3 separate regions of the Mus musculus genome follow, and all the other regions are linked to region 2. The links are chromatin contacts, called in public Hi-C maps. All regions are on one chromosome and are shown on one strand. The core of a region is the stretch at or near the end of the contact, and the rest is flanking DNA. Distances in the headings are between cores, read along the strand shown.

Region 1 (3,872 bases), core at 793-3,292, 260 kb after region 2:
AGAAGCTGTCCCTGTGCACATGTCAGAGACCTGGGACTCCTTTCCCAAGATGAGAACTGACAAGCCCTCTGCAAACAAGGGCTGTAGCCTCCTCACGAAGCCACAGAAGGTGAGGGCTGCTCTTGCCTTGATCAACAACCTTAGGAGGCTTCCAGAGTCATGCTGTCTAAGAAAGCACTTAGACAATGGTTGTTTTGTTTTAAGATATATGCATTAAAAATACATCTGAAATTCCAGGGCACAAAAGAATCCAAATAATATTATTAAATTTCTTGTTGAAGCAGGAAGTCCCATGGGATGCCTGGCTCAGTTCCCTACATAAAAAAACAAATCTGCTGAACGAGACTTGTTGCTTGAACAAACCATATTCCCTTCTCTCTCTCTCTCTCTCTCTCTCTCTCTCTCTCTCTCTCATTTCTCCTGAGGAGACAAGCAACTCTCTGAAGGACTATTAAGTTGCAAATATACCAGAGCCAAAAATAGAAGATGGAGCCTCATAAACATTTTGCATATTTTGGTGTAATTTGTTGAAAATAGTACAAAATATGCCCACACTTGGCATCTAGAATACAAATATTAGGAATCCAGTCCCCTGATACATTATGGTTTCAGCATTATAGGTTGGTCTCTTTCAATAGCATGTGTGTGACTCTGTAGCTTATGGGAGTGTGAATAATATCAGTGACTTGTTTGAACAGTATATTAGGGAGACGCGTGTCACCAAGCGACATTAGCTTCTTTGAGGCTCCAAGGGATAAAAGCTTGGAGTGGAACTCAGGGGGGAAAAAAACAAAACAGATCCATATATTTTTAACAACACAGATGCAATTTGCTTTTCTGGGCTGGTTCCTTAAAATGAAAACCAGGAGGGGGAAATCAAAGGCTGTGGGGCGCGTGGGCTTTCCTCATTCAGAACATGGAGGTGAAGTGGCCAGTCTAAGAGAACAGGTTTTCAGGTTCTAAGGGAACGGAGGCAGGCCCTCTCCCACCCTGCCCTTCTTCAAGCTTCACTGATTTCATAGCTGTCTGTAAATCTGTCTCCCATCTCCTCTGACAGGTGAGCCCCTGCTCTCCGTGTCCCCCTCAACTGCTCCAAGGGGTTCCCCCCAGTACACCTGCCACCCACCTCACAGGTGAGCCGTTCCGCTTCCAAACGATGACTGGTAAGAAAAACAAAATGTCTTTCTTGGTTATAAATTTAACTCTCCTATGATTAGTTTGAGCAATTAGGACACCCCTGGGGTTCAGCCTGTGCCGAGGCTCACACTGGAAGTCTGATTAGCTCAGGTCTCTGGATGCTTGTTCCTGGTAGCAAACGCCTGGCACATAGCGTATTGATTTTCATTTAGATATCTTAATGTTTCCAGACAATCCCGGCAGATGTGGGCTGAACTCAGATCTCCGGGAGCGCCGGGGCTGCAATCTGCAAACATTTTTCTTGCCACTTTGTTTCATTTTTCCTCAACTTAACTGATTTGGAATCCGGAGATATAAATGAAAAATGCCGAGTCGGTCCATCAATCACAGCATACACAAACATCGCCACTGCCCTTTCCTAACATCCTATTACCACGGGGTAGTTGGCTAGTCAAACAGGAATAAAAATTACACCGCAAACATCATAAGTTAGGCTTGATTTGTTGAGCAAGTGGCCTGACAATTCGGTAAGAGTTATACACCTCAGCTTCGTTGAAAATCAGGCTTGTTATGGCTCTGGTATGTCTATAAAGATTGTTCATTTCATATAAAACAGCTACCTGTACTGAACGCCCTGAAAGGAAGAATGATGCCGGCTATAAATACAGAGGGAAATCTATTTGTCTGCCCCTTCACGCTGTTAGCCAGTCACATGCCGAGGCCCTTTGGTGATTCTGCGGCAGCAGAGGGAGTTCTCTGCGGCCACCTTCCCCTTTGCCAGGCTGGCCCGGATGGAAGCGCATCATCTCTCTTTGTCATATGAGATAAAGCATTGAAGTGTGACCACTGCCACCGCCTTGCTCCCTGCCCACCAGGGGGACGCTAATGATACTGAAAAAGTAGACGACGTTGCGTTCAGAGCAGAAGGCACAGCAAAGGCTGTCTGTCGGCCGGCTGGGCCGGATAACAGTTAACGTCAGCAAAGATAAATAGAAATTATTACAATGGCTTTGGAAGGGATTTTTTATAGGGCAGGGTTGTGTTCGTTTAAAGATACATTATTGGACTGTTATATCTGATTTCAAGCTGCTGGGTAATTAAAATGATTAACATGCCTTACTCATAGAGTTCAATTCATTAAAGTTTTAAGCACCCTTTGTGCTCAGAAGGGAAGGAGAGAACATCCACGTTGACTCATGCCGGGAGCCACTCATGCGGCCCTCTGGTTATTTTCTCTGATCTCTGGAGCCGTAGTGTCTCTTTCTAAGCAGTGGGGTGTGTTGGATAGAATGTGCGGGCCTTAAATACTCATCCTAGAGGTTCCCTTTTTGGAGGAGGAGGAGGAAGCAGAAGATGAGGAAGAAGAGGAAGAGGAAGAAGAGGAGGCAGAGGAAGAAGAGGAGAAAGAGGAGGAGGAAGAAGAGGAGGAAGAGGAGGAGGAGGAGGAGGAGGAAGAATTAAGAAACCCAGCAAAGCCTGTGGAGGAAGCTAGCCAGGTGGTTCTCACATGCAGCAACTGGTACCAGCTGCTGGTTCCCAGGGTCTTGGTAGGTGGTGGTTAGGGCTCCGTATCTGTGACTGGAATTTATCCCCAGCCTGCAGGCACACAGTCCAGCAGACACCTGCAGGTTGCCTAGATGCCACAACATGCCATAAAACGTGTTTCCCATTGTTTGTTACCCTGATTTTAATGCACTAAAAATATATTGTTTCATGTTTTAAATTTTGTACATATGTTTTAGTGTGTGTGTGTGTGTGTGTGTGTGTGTGTGTGTGTGTGCTATGTGCACACGTGAGGGGTACACCCATGTGTGGGTGTGTAGAAGCCACGTGTCTCCTTGCCACTCCACTTGATTTTCTGAGACAGCATCCCTCACTGAACATAGAGCTCACCTACGGACTATCCCGATTGGCCAGAGAGACCCTGGGAACCTCTCTCCCTGCCTCCCTGTGCTGAGGTGGTGGATGTGCGCATCCGGCTTGGTGCACAGGTGCTAGGCCCTGAACTCCTGTCTTCACATCACTCAGCAGACATTTTAGTCAGGGACTAAGCCATCTCTTTAGCAAACTCCCTTGTGAGTTGGGTGTGGTGATGCCTTCCTGTAATCCAATGCTGAGGGTTCAAGGTCAGCCAGGGCTATGTAGCAAACCCTGTCTCAAATAAGCAAGATAGCAAACAAAGAAACTCACATCCCAAAATAAGCAAACAACAACAAAAGAAACTAACAATAGCAATGACAATAATACAGCCAGGCAGAGACAGGTTGGTCCATAAATGGGACATTTTATTTTATTTATTGGTGTCTGTTGTGTTTTGCATATGCTTGGCCCAGGGAATAGGATGTGTGGCCTTGTTAGAGTAGGTGTGTCATTGTGGGTGTGGCCTTAAGACCCTTGTCCTAGCTGCTTGGAAACCAGTCTTCTGTTTGCCATTAGATGAAGATATAGAACTCTCATCTCCCCTTGTACCATGCCTGCCTGGATCCTGCCATGCTTCTTCCTTGATGATAATGGACTGAACCTCTGACCCTGTAAGGCAGCCCCAAGTAAATGTTGTCCTTATAAGAGTTGCCTTGGTCATGGTGTCTGTTCACAGCAGTAAAACCCTAACTAAGACAATGTCTAACTTTTATTATATATTCATAATATTGTATTATATCAGGGCATTTTCCTTTTAAATTTTTTTGAAAAGATTTATTCACTTTATTTTATGTGTATTTATTTTATTTATGTAT
Region 2 (4,153 bases), core at 678-3,177:
TTATTCACTTGTAAGGAAGCTGAGTACATTAGGGGCATTCAACTTTCCATTACGTGTGTCAAAAATACTTTTTTTCTCCTTGGTTTTGGTTTGCCTTTCAATCTCGGAAATTATATATTTTTTTTTGACAGAAGGGCCTTTTCACTTTTACAATTCAAATCTAGCTATCTTTTTCAAAGTGATGTTTTCTTGCTTATTCTTTGAGAGTTTTATACATAAGTGCATCACCACACTCAGCTATAGGTGGGCCCCCTATATCCAGATACCACTATTTCTGCCCCAGTCTTTGCCTTTGGAATTGCCTACAGAAAGGACTTCCCTTTCATATCTGATTCGTAGCCTCCATGTGCCACTTCAGAACCCCAATCTTTCATCCCTACAGGGTTTTAGGCAGGAGAATCCTGGAGGAAGATGCCGGTTTTGTTTTCTGATCTAGTCAGGCTGTGCTCACATCTTTACCTGTCAGCCATCGTTTTCCCACAGTGAGGACACACCCCCGAGTTTGACTGTCAGCACCTGGCTCCAGCTGCTTCTGGGTGGGCTTCAGATTTCTCAGTTCCGTAGCTTCCTGTCTTTTAATATCTGACTGAATAGGTCTTAATCACTTGCCCCTGTTTTTGACAAAAAAGATGTTTCTTGGAGATTCCTCAGTTTTTTTTTTTTTTCTGATGGACCTTGGTATAAATGTGGCAAAATGTCAAGAAAGCTTGAACTGGATTTTTGCCTGGGGTTGATATTAAAGTTGAAAGGATGGATGGGAGGGCATTAGCATGCCAGCAATACACATTTCATTTCATTCAGTAATTCTGCCTTTAAGTTTTTAAGTCATATGAAGAAGGGTTTCTGAATAAAAGGTTTTAGCCTCCGTATCAGCTGCAGGGACGTAAACAATTGAAGAGGGGGAATGAACTTGGTACACCTACAACTTAAAACACCCCACCAGCCCCGTGGCTTATCCTGGTAGGATGCTTGCCGGCCAAACCTGACAACCTGAGTTTGATCCCTGGGAACCACAGTGTGGAAGGAGAAAACTGACTCCCACAGATTATCCTCTGACCTCCATACCTACATCCTCTTCCCATCGTACACACACACACACACACACACACACACACACACACTCACACACACACACACACACACACACACACACACACACACACACACACACACACACACACACATACACACACGCACAGTGCATTGCCACTAGCAATAGTAATACTAGTGAAATTAAAATTGAAAATATTATGCAGCCCTTAAAAAGGTATTTTCCAGCTGTTTACAGAATTTACTTTAATTTGAACACTAGGTCAAACATCAGGTCTTCAGACAAAAAGCCTTGCTCTTTTCCTATGCCCATTTACCTCATCAAAACTGAAGCCAAACAGACTGAAATGTTAGTAAGTTGTCTTCATGAGAGAGGTGATTAGGGATGGTGGCTAGTTTTAAATTTGAGGGTTTTTTTTTTTGCCTTGCTTTATAGTTTTTCTGTCATTTGCATGTGTCATGTGTTGGATGTCCTGTGTGATGCAGGATGGCAGCCCTCAACCTCTGCGGAAGGAGCTCACAGCAGGTGCCTACAGCCTGGGGAGGGCTGTGGAGTCCGGGTGGCGGCAGCGGATGCAGTTTCTCACATGGCCGGAGGGTGGCAGTGTCCGCTCGCAGACTCCGGGCTGGCGGCTTTGATGACCTTTGTCAGCCGGCGCAGCCTCTCGTTTATCACCGATCACAGAGTGGAATGAACATATTTACTTGTGTTTTGCTTTCCACTTATAATATCTAGTGGCATGGGAGGGAAATGAAAACAATTGTTCATAGGGGAAATTTATGAGCTTCATCTGGCTGCATGATTCCCGCAGTTGCCCCAGCGCCGCCCAGAGAGTGGAGATGGCTCCTTATATCCCCAGAGGTCCTCATAGGGCCTTGCAATACTTGCCTCTGGCCAGCAGACTTTCCCACACTCTTCGCCTCCCTTTGAATTTGCAAGGAGAAGGAGCTTTACATGTCATCTTTTGGGGGTGGCACGGTAGTCCAAGCTGCAGGCTGAGTCCCACCTGAAGTCTGGGCTAGCCTTTATCTCTTGACAATCCCCCTAATTGCTTCTTCGGATGAGCTGCTGCTGGGGCAGGGCTCTGGGGACCCTTTGGAGCCTTAGAGAGCTCTCCAAGATCTGGATGGGGTGGGAGGGGCCCCTCCCTCTGAGGTTCTAGGAAAAGGGCAGCTCTGGGCTTAGTGTCCATGTGTGCTTTTTGTGTGGAAGAGTGGGAAACAAGGTGGGTAAGTCTACTCTTCCAGCCTGTCCCCGAATAGTGCCCCAGGCAGAGAGACAGGATTGCTCTCCCATGGAAGGCAGATAAGGAGGTGTCTTATTTTCAGGGGCTTTGGGCCCCAGGTTCACAGAACTTGGTGCTGAGAACCTGGAACCAGCTCTGTCTGAGGTCCAGATCTAGGCAAGAAGTTCTCCGAGAGCGACTCGTCTGTTCCTGCTGAGGCCACGCCCCTGACTCCAGCTTTCAAGGTCTCTGCAAAGAGGAGCCAGCCTCATGTTCCTTAACACCAGAGTGTGGAAAGGTGAGATGTGAAAACACAGAAGCAGCTATGGAACGCACGGCGGGGAGCCAGTACCTGTGTTGCTCCACAAGGCATTCTGGCTGCGCATGCGCTGGGGGGATGACAGCTATAAGTTGTCGAAGATCTGCAGCAGACCACCATAGGTTCACTATTCTGTTCTATCCTTTTCCTACTCTACAGGCCCACATTTCCATGCCATCTCCTCTTTCTTTTTTCCTCTTCTCTTTCCTTCTCCCTGCCCCTCTAACCCTACCCCCTTTCCTCTTTAATTTCTTACAGGTCCCTTCTTCTTTCCCTCCTCCCTTTCTCAGACCTGAGGTGAGTCTTTGTATTCCTGTGCTTGCTCGCCTGTGACCCACGCACACAGGCTCTTGCTCGCCCTCAGCATTGTTCCTGTCTGAGGCTGCCTCCTTCAGTTCCGTGGGTCTGCAAGGGTGTGACTTGACATGGGTGGGAGCTGATGTGAGATGCATCGGGCATCTTGGAGGTAGTGCCCCTCCCACGAGGACACCTACAGGTGAGCCTTTGGGGCCATCGGGCCAGCAGGTGTGCTGTGCACGGAGCATCAGGAAAGGCTCTGATGTAGGCCCAGTGCCCTGAATTTCCTGTCTTGGGACTCCTGGAACGAGGAGACTGAATCCATCCAGAACAGATCTTTGTCCAGTGAGCACTTCAATGGCAGAAACAAGAGAAACGGGTCCGCAGACCCCTGCATAGCTGTAGCGACACTAGTACTTGCCCAGGACGGTGGTTTGGCTGATCAGTGTTTCCAGCCCCCGGGACCCTCCCTCGGCTCATTATAATCCACCATATTTCCCAGTCAGTCTTATAATCGAATTACTCAAAATTGCACAGCTTTATTGCACAATGCTAAACTTCAAGACAAACAAATGCTCAGGTAATGAACAATTATTTATGACAAATTATTACCTTTACTCATAAGACTAGTGGTTTCTATTAAGCTTAGGAATGGTGCCAGGCCCTCCTCCCAGCCAGCCTCTCCTGCCTGCCCCTCCCAGCCAGCCCCTTCCTTCCAACCCCTCTCTGCCAGGGCGCTCAAGGAGCTGAGGGCGCTCTGGAGGGTGCTGCGTTTGTGCACACACCCGAAGTTGTTCCTGCGGGTGTGGATGAGGACAGGTAGTCCACTCTTCCCTAGAGTCGTGGCTATACCCCTGTCTCAGCTTCGGCCGGGCACTTCCTGTGGGGCTTCCGGTTTTCTTATCTCTTTTGCATACACCAAGACGGAGGCTCAAGCTCAGGGAAAACGGCTTCGCTTATCCATTTGTATTTAAGTTTTAGTGTTTTTCTCTTCTTTGAAACTAAACTCAACTTTAAAAATTATTTATGGACTCAATAACATATGTTTAGATTATTGAACCCCCCTTTTTCCTGGTTCTCAGGAGCAGAACCATCTCTCAGCTAATTATAACATACAGTATTTTCCCAGTAGTCCTACAATCAAATTATTCAAAATTGCATTTCTTTATTGCATATTGCTAAAACCCAAGACAAGCAAACATCAAGATAATAAACAATTATTTATTACAAATTATTACCTAATATATAAGATTAACAGCTT
Region 3 (4,332 bases), core at 1,105-3,604, 190 kb after region 2:
ACTCTAGTTCCAAGGAATCCAACACATTGCTCTGGCCTCCATAGGCACTAGACTCACAGGTGGTGCATATACAGGCAAAACACTCACATACATTAAAAAATATCCTTACTATCAAACTCCCAAGGGGAAAAAATTACATATAGCTGACCGAGGAGATGGCTCACTGGGTAAAGTACCTACTGTGCATGCACGAAGACCTGAGGGACCTGAGTTCGATTCTCATTGCCATGTCAAAGCCAGACATGGTAACATGTGTCTATAACTCTGGAGCTGGGAAAGGAGGGGGCAGAGACAAATGAATTCCAGGAACTTGCTGGACAGGGAGCCTAGCCAAAGCAGCAAATTCCAGGATCAGAGAGTGAGAGACTATGTCTCCAAAAAACAAGATGGAAAGTGATAGAGGAGGACACCTGATTTTGACCTCTGACCTGCACATTTCATACTTAGGCAAGTGCACACACATGTATGTACGCTCTCTCTCTCTCTCTCTCTCTCTCTCTCTCTCTCTCTCTCTCTCTCACACACACACACACACACACACACACACACACACATTGGGTCTTATCGGGATATCTTTGGCTGAAGGCAACTAGAGTTGGCCAGGTAGTTTGAACCTCAACCCTCACCCTGTGGGAAGAGTTTGGCTGGTGTTTGGGAGTGGTAGTTAAAAGTGTGTGTGTGTGTGTGTGTGTGTGTGTGTGTGTGTGTGTGTGTGAGAGAGAGAGAGAGAGAGAGAGAGAGAGAGAGAGAGAGAGAGAAGAAAGGACTCAAGCAAGAGGCCAAAGAAGTTGTCCATATCAAAATGTTGAGAGTGGTCAGCCATGATAAATGTGACAGAGATGTGGAACCATATGCCTGAGGGGATCAGTGAAGACTGACTTCATAAGAAGGTGCTGGGTGACTCAAGCAAGAGAGGTAGAGAGGAGAGTTTTGCTTGTTGTTTGAGGGAGGGAGTCAGTGAGCCTTCCTGCAGGGGGATGCTCCAGTTAGTGAAGCCAAAGGCATAAACTTCTTGCCCAGATCATGGTTACTGAGACTCACAAGGCTATTGGGATATGTTGGAGGAAAATAGCTCTGTGCCCAAGGATGGATGCTGCTTTGGTAAACTACACCAAGAGGATGGTAGGTCATAGGACATGCTATGTAGATTTTCTGGACACCCCTTGACCAATATCTATTTGCTAATAATACTCTTACAGAGTGAATCCAAGGGCCAAGAAAGAGCATGTGCGTGTGGTGGTATGAAAGGGAATATGGACAGTGTTGGGCATGGCCTCGCTGCTTTGGTTTTGGTTGTCTGAGACCCTAACCTTTGCTCCAGATGATAAATTTGGTTTTGTAAATTGATAAGATGTGGGGAATTTATCAGCCTTTCCCAGTGGGTTGGAGGACATCATGAAACAAGTACGTCTTCTATCAAATGCTCTGTTTTCACAGCTCAGAAAGTTTAGGGGACTGATCTTGGGGTCAATCAAGGTGAGCAGAGCTTTTTCAGCTCTCAGACCCCCGGCTCACACCCCGGAGCTTGTGCATGTATATATCCCTACATCTGTGATGCCCATCCACATCTCTAGGATGTCCAATCTCAGTTCTGGGACAGCCAGACAAGGAGGAGGGAAATGGAATGTTAGTTGAAATGTATAAATTGCTTGTCTGCTGGATAAGAAGGCCAAGGCAGGAGGCTTGCCTGGGTTAGACAGAGAGTTCAAGGCCAGCCTGGGCTCCATAGCAAGACTGTATCTCAAAATCAAAGAAAAGGAAGAAGGAGGAGGGGCAAGAGATGGCAGTGGAGGAAGGAAGGAAAGAAGAAAGAGCCAAACCTTAGAACCCAAGGGATTCATCTGTTCGTGTGGGTCCCATCTCTGCCCTGCACAAAGATGCCCTATACACACTGATCACATGGTACACATGGGTGCACACACAGCTGCTGCATTCAGAGAACAAGCTCATCAGGTGAAATCAGGACCAAGATGGAGATGAGAAGGGCCCACTGTTTCTCCAGTCCCACCAAGCCCAGGTTGCATTTCCCACTCCCTGTTTTGTGGCAGGAACAGGCTTCTCGGTAGAGGAATGCAACTGTGCCTGCCCTTGTTTGCCTGGCGTCCTGTTTGTTCCCAGCACAGAACAATGACCCCTTGTAAGGCAGGGCTTCTCAGCCTCACCGAGGGTTACTGAGCAGCTCCGATTTCTCCCCTGATTATCTTGAAGCCTGTCAAGCTGCAAGTTCTCCCGCCCTTCTCTGCTCTTTCTTCCTAATAGACATGAAACAGTGCAGTCAATAATATTTTACTCGTCTTCCCACTGCGTGTCTCCTCTTCTGATCAGTTTAGGCGGCTTTGACTGCAGAAAGTCAGAAGGGAGGTTACGATCTGAAAAGTTCAGCCAAATGTTATCAGCCTCCGAGATGTTGCTAAGGGAAAGGCCCCCCAGCCCTTGGCGACCGGAGCCAATAATAGCTGCGATTCACTGATAGTATCAACGCCTGTCAAAGATCCAGGCGTTTGCGGTTCGTCTGTAAACGCAAACACCTGTATCCAGTCAAGCTATGATGGTTATCGTCTTATTCCCTGTCATGTCGATGGTTCCTTGAAGGGGCTGCCAGGATGTGCTAAGCTGTGAGTTGATTTATAAAGTGAAGGGTCTCTCAGAAACTTTGGCATGGATAGGGAAATTGACAAAGGCGAGCTTCTCTTTGGTGGGGTGACGTGGCATTTTGACAACAGTGAAACCCAGTTGTTTTTCTTTCTTTCTTTTTTTTAACTGTATTTTTGAACCCATGGCACCTGAGGGACCAAATCATGGGAAGTGGGGTGGAAGGGGAGTTCGGGCATGCTTTGAAAGCCCTCCTTCACGTGACCCCCAGTTCCCCACCTCTAGGAAGGACACTTAGTGCTTGTTTGAGACTGATGTGTGTGATGAATTAGATCAAAGAGACTAACGAATAGTGTCCGCAGAGCTTTTCAGAAGACAGTATATACATAGCTGGGATAGTTTTGAGACTGAACAGGCAAAGCTCACACTGCTAAGTAAACCTAAAGTGTAAGGAGGCCGTTGATGACCTACCCAGCTGTGGCGAGCAGTGTTTTCCTAGTGAAAGGCTCCCGGGCTTCCATGTTTGCGTGGTCAGCCATAGCTGCCTGAATGGAAAGACAGGAAGGAAGACACAGTGTTCATGGGTCCATCCTCCGCTCATCCTTAAGGTTGTCCTCATGAGACAAGTGCTTATCCAAGAGAAGTTTGTGTCTCCCCTGGAGATCTCTGTGGGCTCATGTAAAATGTGTCCCAGATTCTCTGCTCCGTAGCATATGGTTAGACCGCACCGTCTGCTTGTCCCACGGCCATGTGCTTGGTATCATACATTTGACACCATCTTGCCCATCCCTTGAATAATATTCAGCTTAAAGAAGGATAGGGACAATCTGAAAGGCCCCAGACACTGGGTCTTCAACAAATGCTGTAGGTGAGTAGCTGAGGATAAATCCTCTGGAATGAACAAGCGCGGCTCTGCAATGAACTTGAACCACACCTTTCTAGGGCCTCCTTGACCCATGAGACCAAGGAAGAGGTGATTGTTGTGGTGGCACACACCTGTGATTCCAATACCAGGGGAGGGAGGAGGTTGAGGCAGAAGGGTGGAGAGTTTCAGGATAGCCTGGGGTATAGCGTGAGTCCTTATTTCAAAACAGAATTAAATGAAAAGAGGAAAATGCAGTATGAGGACCCTAAGGACAGTGATGAGAGGAGATGATGAACCAGGTTAAAATAGACATTAACCCCGCACAGTGATACAGAACTGCTTAGCTACATGCCTGGTCCATAGGAAGTGCTCAGTGTTAGCCACTTGTCTCTCTCATTTTACTGATGGTTATTATTCATATGGCTGCCCAAACCTTGCAGGTTTAAAAAGTCAAATTTAGACCAGAAATGAGTTTTAAGAAAATCATTTAAGCTACTATCACCTTAAAGCATAAAACATTTCCAGTGATTTAACTGAGACCCTTCTAGCACAGTTCACACACATAATGCCCTGTGGAAGATTAGAATAGTGCCTTGGAAAGCCCAGGGGTGGATGAGTGAAGCTATGGGACTTCATCACATTCAGCGTATTTAAAAAGGTCCTGGTCCTGATGCTCTTCAGAACTCTTAAGCCTGAAAAAGAAACCTCCTACAATATTGTTTTTGGTCTGCCAAGAGTATTTCAAGATGTAATGATCTGATTCTATACTATTTGTTGGTCCCGTATTTTCATGGTGGTCTGAATGAGAAATGTCCTCCATAGACTCATGCACTTGAAAACTTGGATCACACTTGGTGACACTGTTTTGTGGGAAA

What was found. Hi-C and Micro-C count contacts between places; a contact is called where the count stands out from the background.
Region 1: a contact with region 2 is called in a Hi-C map of uterus, with 9 times the contacts expected there. The contact joins two enhancer-like sites. A contact is called at or near these places in 11 of 484 Hi-C or Micro-C datasets (embryonic stem cells, nephron progenitors, stem cell-derived neural progenitor cells and 1 more) and 1 of 9 other capture datasets (embryonic stem cells).
Region 3: a Hi-C map of uterus shows a contact between it and region 2, with 9 times the contacts expected there. The contact joins two enhancer-like sites. A contact is called at or near these places in 4 of 484 Hi-C or Micro-C datasets (liver, trophoblast stem cells and uterus).

What each region holds. Positions count from the first base shown.
Region 1 is chr7:36,155,484-36,159,355 of GRCm38.p6, forward strand. Gm36340 (a long non-coding RNA gene) reads left to right here. Exons shown (of 3, transcript XR_881971.2): 2 at 1,058-1,163; 3 at 1,754-2,530. Among named protein-coding and RNA genes, the nearest start is that of Gm36340, 3.6 kb to the left of the region's middle. Within about 2 kb of position 2,043, at least 8 of the 459 cell types and tissues checked have an H3K27ac peak or open chromatin away from gene starts, as enhancers often do. A contact at or near this core is called in uterus, where this site is marked.
Region 2 is chr7:35,900,399-35,904,551 of GRCm38.p6, forward strand. No RefSeq gene overlaps it. Among named protein-coding and RNA genes, the nearest start is that of Gm36234, 21 kb to the right of the region's middle. Within about 2 kb of position 1,928, at least 22 of the 459 cell types and tissues checked have an H3K27ac peak or open chromatin away from gene starts, as enhancers often do. A contact at or near this core is called in uterus, where this site is marked.
Region 3 is chr7:36,088,342-36,092,673 of GRCm38.p6, forward strand. All of the region lies in intron 4 of Gm38991 (a long non-coding RNA gene), which reads left to right. Among named protein-coding and RNA genes, the nearest start is that of Gm38991, 14 kb to the left of the region's middle. Within about 2 kb of position 2,355, at least 18 of the 459 cell types and tissues checked have an H3K27ac peak or open chromatin away from gene starts, as enhancers often do. A contact at or near this core is called in uterus, where this site is marked.